3 separate regions of the Sus scrofa genome follow, and regions 2 and 3 are each linked to region 1. Evidence: chromatin contacts called from public HiChIP or PLAC-seq data. All regions are on one chromosome and are shown on one strand. The core of a region is the stretch at or near the end of the contact, and the rest is flanking DNA. Distances in the headings are between cores, read along the strand shown. Region 1 holds the start of ACIN1 (apoptotic chromatin condensation inducer in the nucleus). Region 2 holds the start of HAUS4 (HAUS augmin like complex subunit 4). Region 3 holds the start of LRP10 (LDL receptor related protein 10).

What was found. HiChIP or PLAC-seq counts read pairs in DNA pulled down with a chosen protein or histone mark.
Region 2: an H3K27ac HiChIP or PLAC-seq map of alveolar macrophages shows a contact between it and region 1. The contact joins the promoter of HAUS4 here to the promoter of ACIN1 in region 1. A contact is called at or near these places in 1 of 5 promoter capture datasets (liver), 3 of 47 Hi-C or Micro-C datasets (adipose tissue, blood and omental adipose tissue) and 2 of 2 datasets of contacts at active chromatin or transcription factors (alveolar macrophages and skeletal muscle).
Region 3: an H3K27ac HiChIP or PLAC-seq map of alveolar macrophages shows a contact between it and region 1. The contact joins the promoter of LRP10 here to the promoter of ACIN1 in region 1. A contact is called at or near these places in 1 of 47 Hi-C or Micro-C datasets (heart right ventricle) and 1 of 2 datasets of contacts at active chromatin or transcription factors (alveolar macrophages).

Annotation. Positions count from the first base shown.
Region 1 is chr7:75,949,658-75,952,656 of Sscrofa11.1, reverse strand. It overlaps ACIN1 (apoptotic chromatin condensation inducer in the nucleus), which reads right to left and starts at 1,454. Exons shown (of 19, transcript XM_021099243.1): 1 at 1,143-1,454. The coding sequence starts at 1,322. It overlaps C7H14orf119, which reads left to right and starts at 1,610. Exons shown (of 2, transcript XM_003128551.4): 1 at 1,610-1,787.
Region 2 is chr7:76,084,456-76,087,580 of Sscrofa11.1, reverse strand. It overlaps HAUS4 (HAUS augmin like complex subunit 4), which reads right to left and starts at 1,801. Exons shown (of 9, transcript NM_001244156.1): 1 at 1,618-1,801.
Region 3 is chr7:76,156,828-76,159,807 of Sscrofa11.1, reverse strand. LRP10 (LDL receptor related protein 10) reads left to right here and starts at 1,303. Exons shown (of 7, transcript NM_001143715.1): 1 at 1,303-1,501; 2 at 1,911-1,955; 3 at 2,466-2,601. The coding sequence starts at 1,474.

The sequences.
Region 1 (2,999 bases), core at 205-2,704:
TCAGTGACCTGGCTAGGCAATAAAATCAGTGACAGAACCAGTGCTACAATCCCTATTATCTTCTGCACTTCTGACTAATGTCCCTTCTAAATTTGGCCCTTCACTTCAAATAATTAAATTAGATTCAAAAATACATGAAACCAAAAAGGTTTTGGCCTGAATGAATTACTTGGTCAGTTACCCAGGAACAGGTCTACTTGAGTGAACTTGTATTGTTTCCAAGAGAGTGGCTCCTAGATTTGTCATATTTATAAGAATTTCAAAGAGGAGGCTACCGAACAAAATGACCAAAGATTCTATAAACTGTGGTCTGATCCAATACACATACGAAACTGTCAGCTTCAGTATAAGCAACGGTTTGCCAACGTAACCCTGAGCCAACCCAGCCCGAATTTGTACTATTCGGCCACGTACCCTAACCAGCACTAATTAAAACCGAGATCCTCACCTCCCCTGCGTCTACAAACCTCTACACATCAATCCATTCACCTACCTCTTGACAATCCCACCTTAATGCACAAAACCAGCCTGTCTCACCTCTCTCATCAATATTCACCAAACTCTTATCCACTCAAATTGCTTCTGGAAGCCCTATAAAGTATACACTCCTCCCTAAGCAAGTCCCTTCAAATCAAGGTTTCTCTTCATTTCACCTAATCTAATCAACTAGACTCCCCCCTCCCCCTCCACCGCTCCAATTCTATTCTTTCGGGTAAGGATACCAACCCCATCAACCCCTCCACCCAACTATACCCCTAACTCCGACCCAGCCCAACTCGCCCCCCTCAGGCCAGCAACGCCGATGGTTGTAGTGGGATTTAACTCCTTCCGCAGCGCATGCGCCGAGACCATAGACACAAACAAGGAGGGGGTGGGGGAAGGAGGAAGGAGCTTAAGACACTCTAGGAGAGTAGCGCACACCCTCCCATTTTGGGCTCGCGCCGCTACCGTTAAGGCGGGAACCGGCGCTATCTCCACTCCAGAGCGAGCCTCGCCAACCACCGTGCGCGCGGATCCGGAGGCTCGCGCTGGCGGCCTGAGCTCGCTCGCGCCGAGCCCGGACACTGCGCCTGCGCCGCGACAGAGACTCGGCTCTACCGGGTCTGCTCCCCTCCGACACGCCGGCAACGCAGTCTCCTCACCCCTTTGAGCCGCTTGACCAGGGCACTCTTCTGCCCGCTCTTGGCTAGGCCTCGCTGTTCCAGTGCGGCCTTCAGGTCGGTCACCCGCAGCGCCTGAAGAGGCTTCCCGTCCAGAGTCACCTCCTCCAGCTCCGCCATCTTGCGTGAGGTACTCGGGTCCGTCCCGACGGCTTCGGGCATCTTCGGTAATTTCCGCCAACGCCCTTCGAACGTTCCGAGCTGACCCCGCCCACTGCTAGAGTCAACCCCTCGATTACCACTTAGAATTCCCCGAATTCCTTCGGAACTGCTCGGGTGTTTCCGTCTTCACATCGGCACCAATCGGTTTTCTCCATCCTACCGGCCGCTCCTCCCTCCCTCGTGCTGCTTTCAGAGCTCGGTTCGCTTCGTCTTACCGAGGCTTTGAATCGAATCTGTTCGGAAGCTCTCGACTCTGGCATACCCATAATCGGAGTTATTCGGCTATCTCCGGACCTAAGGATGAGGCGCTAAGGCACTTGGGTGTTTGGGGCTGGTCCGGGACCGGAAGTGCGTGGGTTTCCGGGCTGGCCCTCTTTAGGGTTTTCAGGAAACCGGGAAGCGGCGGCGATGGTAGGATAGCGCTGTTGTGACGGTCTCCGGGTCCTCTGTGAGAGGAAACGGGAGGTAAGCGGGGTAAAAGTACCTCCCTGGGCCGAGTCAGACTCGGTGTTTGCGGGCTAGTCAGTAGGGCAAGCTTCCCATTCCCCTAGGGAAACAGCTGCCACCCCCCCACCCTCCGAAACCCTGCCACTCCCAGCTAAGGCTGTGTTGCTTTTTGGGACCTCGGAATGCTAGGCTCTGTAGCCTCCAAAGTTGACCGTGTCTTTGGACCCGGCTTGTCAACCAATTCATAATCATTGAACTTAAGTTTACCGTGAAAGCCATATCGCAAGACTCGGAAAAAGTTCTCCCTTTCCACGAAATAGAGAAGAAAATTCCCTTAGGAAGAATTGCTTCTTGTAGGGCCACTGTGAAAAAGGCAACGTCACTGGGAATGTTTTGGTACTGAACTGACGTAAATTGCTTCTGGCTTCCTTTTCTTTGTCACTGCAGATACTCCAATTTACAGCGGAAGAAATACAAACAGTAAAATAGGTCACAGACAAGTATTTTAAGGTTTTCATTGTTAGAGATTCAAACTGAGATTTGAAAACAATTCAAGTTGGCTGACCTTCCAGTTGCATTAGTGATGCGGATCAGTGGCAAGGCATCAATAGATATTATATTAAACATGAAAGAAAATTGTTCAGACATGAATTGTCACACATCAACAGCAGTAGAACACTTGTTAGAGCCCTAAACCACCAAACCAACTAGACTTTTTTCGGTCCTGAATAAACAACCACTTGGCTTTTTCTGTTTTTCTTACTTTGTTAATCTTATTTTGGGCAAGGTGCCCTCACTTAATCTGCTCTTTAATTTTTCCTGATGCTTTACAGGAAATAGAGGAAAATAAGGGGGTTATGAAGTTCTTGGCATATTTCAGAGGTTACATGCACATTGCAGAGAAGGCTCTTTCATCATACAGGATGTTTTTCCTTTCTTCTTTTCCCCCACTGTTGATAGCTTTGGAATGATTAGCACCTGAACCTCAACTAACTGCTTGATAAATTTAAAAATATGTACCTTTTTTTTCATTTTAGGCAAGATGTGTTGGACCTATATATTTATTTTGGGGGATAGGGGGTTCCTCAGCATGCAGAAACTCCCAGGCTAGGGATCGAACCTGTGCCCCAGCAGTGCCCATGCCAGATCCTTAACCCCTAGGCCACCAGAGAACTCCCCCCTTTTTTGGTTGGACCTATGTGAATCATTTTTTGTCTTTACTCAACCTGG
Region 2 (3,125 bases), core at 552-3,051, 130 kb before region 1:
TTCCTCAATAGTTTCTAACACTTCTTTAACCTGTGCTTTCATCTGAGATTTGTCAGTAGTTTTTGATCATTAACTCTAGAAACATCCTTCAGCAGTGACAAATCATTCCACACCTGAACAAAAACAACTGGTTTTCACATAACAGCGTTGGTAAAGAGCACCTGGAGGAAAATACAGGACAGGAAGACTGACAGGGAGGTCAGTGCCAAAAGGAGTAAGGCACAGATGAATTAATAATGCGGCTGAGGAGTTCCCGTCGTGGCGCAGTGGTTAACGAATCCGACTAGGAACCCTGAGGTTGCGGGTTCCCTCCCTGTCCTTATTCAGTGGGTTAACGATCCGGCATTGCCGTGAGCTGTGGTGTAGGTTGCAGACGCGGCTCGGATGCCGCGTTGCTGTGGCTCTGGCGTAGGCCGGTGGCCACAGCTCCGATTCGACCCCTAGCCCGGGAACCTCCATATGCCGCGGGAGCAGCCCAAAGAAATAGCAAAAAGACAAAAAAATAATAATAATAATGCGGCTGAGCCTGGCCAGGTGGACATGCGCTGTTGGCGTTTTGCCAGAACACGGAGAACACTGAAAAGAGTGACATCAACACAAAGGGGCAGTAAAGATGGTCAGAGGGTGGACCCCTGAGGCAAAATTCTTCCCTTGACATGACTCCCCCCACCTTTTTTTGGCTCCACCCCGCCTCTCTGTAAAGTATCAAATCCCAAAGGGCAGCTGAGCCTCCCAAAGCAGAACAGACACAGGTTATTATGATTTAACACTTCATGTTCACAGAACATTTGGTTTACTCCCTCGTTTTATGAGTAACATCAAAGTAAGGACTCATTTGTTTTGTAACATGGTCCAGAGGGGGACGCAGTTGAGGAGGCAGAACTCTAGGACTTAATTTGCAGCTCAGCTGTTGCTTCTGTGTGAATTTAAGGGAAATGCTTTTTTTGTGCCAAATTTTCCCCACCTGCAAAACTGAGATAACGATTCCTGCCTTGGATGAGACATTAAGAATTAATAACAATCGACTTGTCAACAAAAGCCACTACTTAGTTAAGCTCAGTGTTTTAGCAATTCTGTTTATCACGGATCTAAGCCTGCAAGTAAATTTTGCAGGCAAACTTCATCCACGGAAATGAGGACCAACTCAAATTTCAAAAACGCTAGCTGTTCTTCCCTCCCTAGGGGAACTGCCCACTTGGGGTTTTTTAGGGTACTTTTCTTTACCCTTTTAAAGTGTTACAGGGCGGGAACGGTGGCGGCAATCAGGCTCCATTCTCCACCCTTTGCACTCAGACGTGTGAAAACGCTGCTGCAAGGACCTAAGCATTTAAATGTTCTGACTCAGGCGTCTTTTAAATTCTTAGAGCTGTCTTTACACGCTGCACTGAACGTTAAATTGATTTTACAGGTATTTTCACAAGATGTGACCCTTAAAGGGCCCGAGATGAATCAAAATGCGGAGCGGGCTCTCTGGCGCCTACTTTTCTTCCGTCTGGGCGGCCAAGGATTCCCAAGGGCGAGCGCGGTCTCGGTGGCGGGAGACTGCGGACTGGCTGGATTGACCCTCCTAGCGTTCCTCCTCCCCGCAGCGCCGCCCGCTGACCCTCCGAGGCAAACCTGCACAGCATGCGGCAGCTGAAGCTCCAGAGGCGATGCCGAGGGGGCTGGAGTGGGCAGGCCAGTGGTGGCAACACCAGCCCCCCGCCCACGCCCGGGGTCCGGAACCTCTCCCTGCGGCCCAGCGCAGAGGCTAGGAGCTAGGCACCGGAGAACCTCGCGGGACCGTCGGGGGCGGGGATAATGCCGAAAGCGCGTCGGAGGGGCGGGGCCACGCTCTAGGCGGGAACGGCAGGCTCCGCCCCTCGCCGGGCGTGCAACCCCTTAGACCCCAACAGCCTGTGACCAGTTTTGAAGCAAGACGTCTTTGCTTCTTCTCCGGGTACCGTCCCCATGTCGAGGGCAAACGCTGAGAAGCTGGTAATAATTGCTAGCTCTTATTGAGGGCCCACGATGAGTCAGACACTATGTCAAGCCTTTGACTTGCCTCGCCTCGCCCCGCCCCCGTTTAGTTCTTAACAGCGTCTATGAGAAAGTCACTATCATACCCATTTTACAGAGGGGAAAACTAAGGCGCAAAGAGGTTAGGAGGCATGTTCAAGGTCGCAGCTGGCAGAATGTAAACCTGACCCAAGGGCCCTCTGAATTTTCCCAGACCGGCCGCCCATTCCAAGCCTGCCTGCAGGTCTCTTGCTCAAGTGCTGCCAGCCCTTCTACTTGGGCGGGCTTCCTCTCCAATTTCTTCCCTCATGCTTCTCCTCTGCCCTCTCCTTTACGTCTCTTTCATTAAAAATGTCTTTTTAAAAAATATATGGAGTTCCCGTCGCGGCTCAGTGGTTAACGAATCCAACTAGGAACCACGAGGTTGCCGGTTCAATCCCTGGCCTTGCTCAGCGGGTTAAGGATCCAGCATTGCCGTGAGCTGTGGTGTAGGTTGTAGACGCGGCTCGGATCCCGCGTTGCTGTGGCTCTGGCGTAGGCGGGCAGCTACAGCTCCAATTAGACCCCTAGCCTGGGAACCTCCATATGCTGCGGGAGCCACCCAAGAAATGGCAAGAAAAAAAAAAAAGTCAGTATAGACGTTTATTGTTTGCTTAACAAGAAGTGCAGAAGTGGGGGTCCTAAGCCTTTTTAGTAGCAACCTGGTATCAAAGTTGTTTGCAGGTCTCTTTGCAATCCCCTCGTGGTCACAAAGTGGCTTCAGAAGTCCCAGAAGTACATGATCTCAACAGCATCCCAAACAGGCAGTAAGAAGAAGAGCCTTCTTCTATGACAGGGAAGAAAGTCTTTCCTGGAAGCACCCAGCAGGCTTGCCCATACCTCTCATTGGCCTGACTGGGTCACCTGCCCACCTCTAGACCAATGAGCAGGATGTCTTCCATTTGGCCCCCCAGATCCACATCTGCTCTTCAACACCCTATGTGGAAAGGAAGGACTACCTAGGAAGTTTAGAGTTCTCATGTTCCCTGACTGGGTTCAGCCAATGGGGGAATCTCAGCAGGAGGTGGGAAGGAGAGAAAACAGTGATGGGAGGAAGACAGTTTCCTTGTCCCTGACTTCCTCTCTGG
Region 3 (2,980 bases), core at 54-2,553, 210 kb before region 1:
CCTAAGTTTCCCTATCTGTAACATGTGAGTAACAATAATAACTACCTCACAAGATGGTGGAGAGAAGTAAAAGAGCAAATATTTGAAAAGTGCTTAGATTTATGCCTGAAATGTGAAAAAAAGCTCAAAAAGTATTTGCTATTATTGTTGTTTACTATTATTACCTATAAGTGCCACAGGGAATCGGTAACCCCAAGCCCACCTAAATCAGAAATAACTCCTGTAACTAATAATAATCATTGTAAGCAGGTATGAAGCACTTCCTAGATGCTCAACTTACATCATCTCCCTAAATGATGACAACAACCTTAAGAAGTATTGTGCCATTATTAACTCCATTTAACAGAGTTAATGCACAGAGAGGTGAAATGATTTTCTCAAGGTCACATAGCCTGCAAATAGCCAAGGTACAATTATTCGTTTATTGAGTTACTGTGTCTCAGCAGGAGAGAAGCCTTGTGGGTGCAAAGGTAAACAGTCTAGGCCTCAACCTACAGGAAGTTTCAGTTTCCACAGAAGGGGCGGGGCGGGGGCGGGAAAGACGAGTAAACAAATATTTATAACACCGGGTAGTAATTGCTGTAATAGAGGCTCACGACAAAAAGTGTTACCGGATGTCAGACACCGGGACAAGAAAAGTACTGAGAGCTTAAGGAGCCAAAGGAAAGACATAACAATTATGGAATATGCAATTGTCTTCTGACAAATGTGTCCTGTAACCCATGTGTTACACGGGAAGTACTAAACAAAGCAGAGTTACAAGTGGAGGCTGAGCGCCCTGAGAGCCCGAGGGACAAGGCGCGGTAGGACCTGAAAGGGGTTAAGATGGGAAGGTGGGCGTGGTAAGCGTTGATTGGCAGGGGTGGGGCCAGGCTCGTCACCCTCCCCCTCCTCCACCCGGGTTCCTCCAACCCCTGGGCTGGCTGGGGTACAGCCAGGGCGAGGGCTCGAGCGCTGGGCCGAGTCGCCAGTCCCCTCCTCCCCAGCTCCTCTACCCGCGTTCCGGGGCTGGAGGCGCTGGAGAAGTTGGGCAGCGCCCGGGCCGGCTCTGGGCGCTGACAGTCGGCAAAGTTTGGCCCGAAGAGGAAGTGGCCTCAAGCCTCGGCAGGTGGCGGCCAGGCCTGGACCCGGACGTTCGCGGCCTGCGGGCGGGCTCTAGGCGAGGGCGCGCCCCAGCGCTGGACTTCGAGCCAACTCCCTGGGCTTCGGGGGTCAGCCTCTGGAGAGAGCGCTGCGGCGGCCGGGGAGAACAACTCCAAAGTTGGCGAGAGGCACCGCCCCGGTTCCCGGGCCGCCGCCGCCCCCCACCAGCCCCCAGCCCTGGCATCCGGAGCCTCGGTCGAGGAGTCTGGGCCATGGAGCCCCCTCGGGGAGGCGGCACTGAGGAGCCAGGATACCCGGAGTGGCGCCGCCTCCCCACTGGGTAGACGATCGAAGCTCCGGGACTCTTCCTGCGCCTCGGGACGGCTCACGATGCTGCCGGCCATCCTTCTCCTCCTGGGTAAGAAATCGAAACGAGGCTACTCGCCCGGGACCCCGCTCCCAGGGCTGTCACCGCGCCCAGGTCCTCTAGCTCCCTTCCCCCTATGGGGCCTCTCACCCCTACCCTGTCCTCCCCTGCCCCGCGGCCCCTGCCGTCGCCTTGGTCGCTGCCTGCCCCAACCCTCGGGAAATCTACAGCCGCTCCCCTCGGCCCTCATACTCGCTCTGGCTTCCTTAGATCACCGTACCCATCCTACAAGCCGCACTGGAGGACCTTCCTTTGAGGTCACACACCGCTGCCTCCCCCTGTTCCACCACCCTTCTCGTAAACTACCCGGAAGCCGCCGATGGTTCCCTTTCCTCCTTGAGAAGCTCAGGTGGAGAAAACTCCGAAGTGTGACTCTTGCCCTTTCTCGCTCTTCCTCTAGGAGGCGCTCTGGCCCACCAAGACCGGATCCTTTTCCCAAATCATGGTGAGTAGAGGATGCCTCTGGGGTCCCATGGGCTTGGTAATGAGAGAGCACCCTAGAGAAAGACTCTCTTCCTTGACTTCCTCTGGTACCTTCCATAGTTTTCGAGTGGAGATCAGCCATCCTCTGTTTTACAGACAGAAACTGAAACCCAGCGTGGGCCCTCACTTGGTAGTTATGTACTATTTGCCCCCCCAATATCCATCCTTGATTCGCCTCGCCCAAATGTAATCTCCTTGAGGATAGAGATCGTATTTCCCGTTCCTCCTGGCCCAGTGGTTGGCACAAAGCAGACCTCATTTTGTTTGTGGTGTTGATACCTAAGGTGGAACAACGATGAGTGTGGTGAGAAGGGGAGCCCACTGACGACTCTGCCTCCAGAGTGTGTGTGGCTGGGAAGGGGGAGTTTCTGTGCTCCTTCTTGAAGAGCCCAGGCCCTTGGAAGCATGAAGCCTGGGGAGGAGTGGCATGGTAAGAGGCTCGCAACTGATGTCCTTACCTTCCTCTCTCCAGCCTGTGAGGACCCCCCAGCAGTGCTTTTGGAAGTGCAGGGCACCATACAGAGGCCCCTGGGCCGGGACAGCCGCATCTCCCCTGCCAACTGCACCTGGCTCATCCTGGGCAGCAAGGAGCAGACTGTAACCATCAGGTGAGAAGCGGGGCAAGACCCTATTCCTTTCCTCACCCTTCTTGCTCTACCGTGGAAAACCCTTCAGGGGTCACTTCTCCATGGTATTTCCATCCCTGTCAACTGGGAGAAGAATGAAATTAAATTTGGACTAATCTGCCCTAAAAGCCTGGCATGTTCTGGGCTGGACACAGTGAATTGGACCTGGGTTGGACTGGACACCTAGCTTGGGTCCTGCTGTCTCTGAAGGACAACAGTCACTCTATAAACAGTCCTTGGGCTCCAATACAGCTGCTTTGAGGAGTCCTTCAACCCACTGCACATCCTTGCCTGGGATTCAAAGCTATTCCTTCACCAGCTTAGAACCTTCCTCAGCCTCCCCAGATTTTTTAAACAGTCC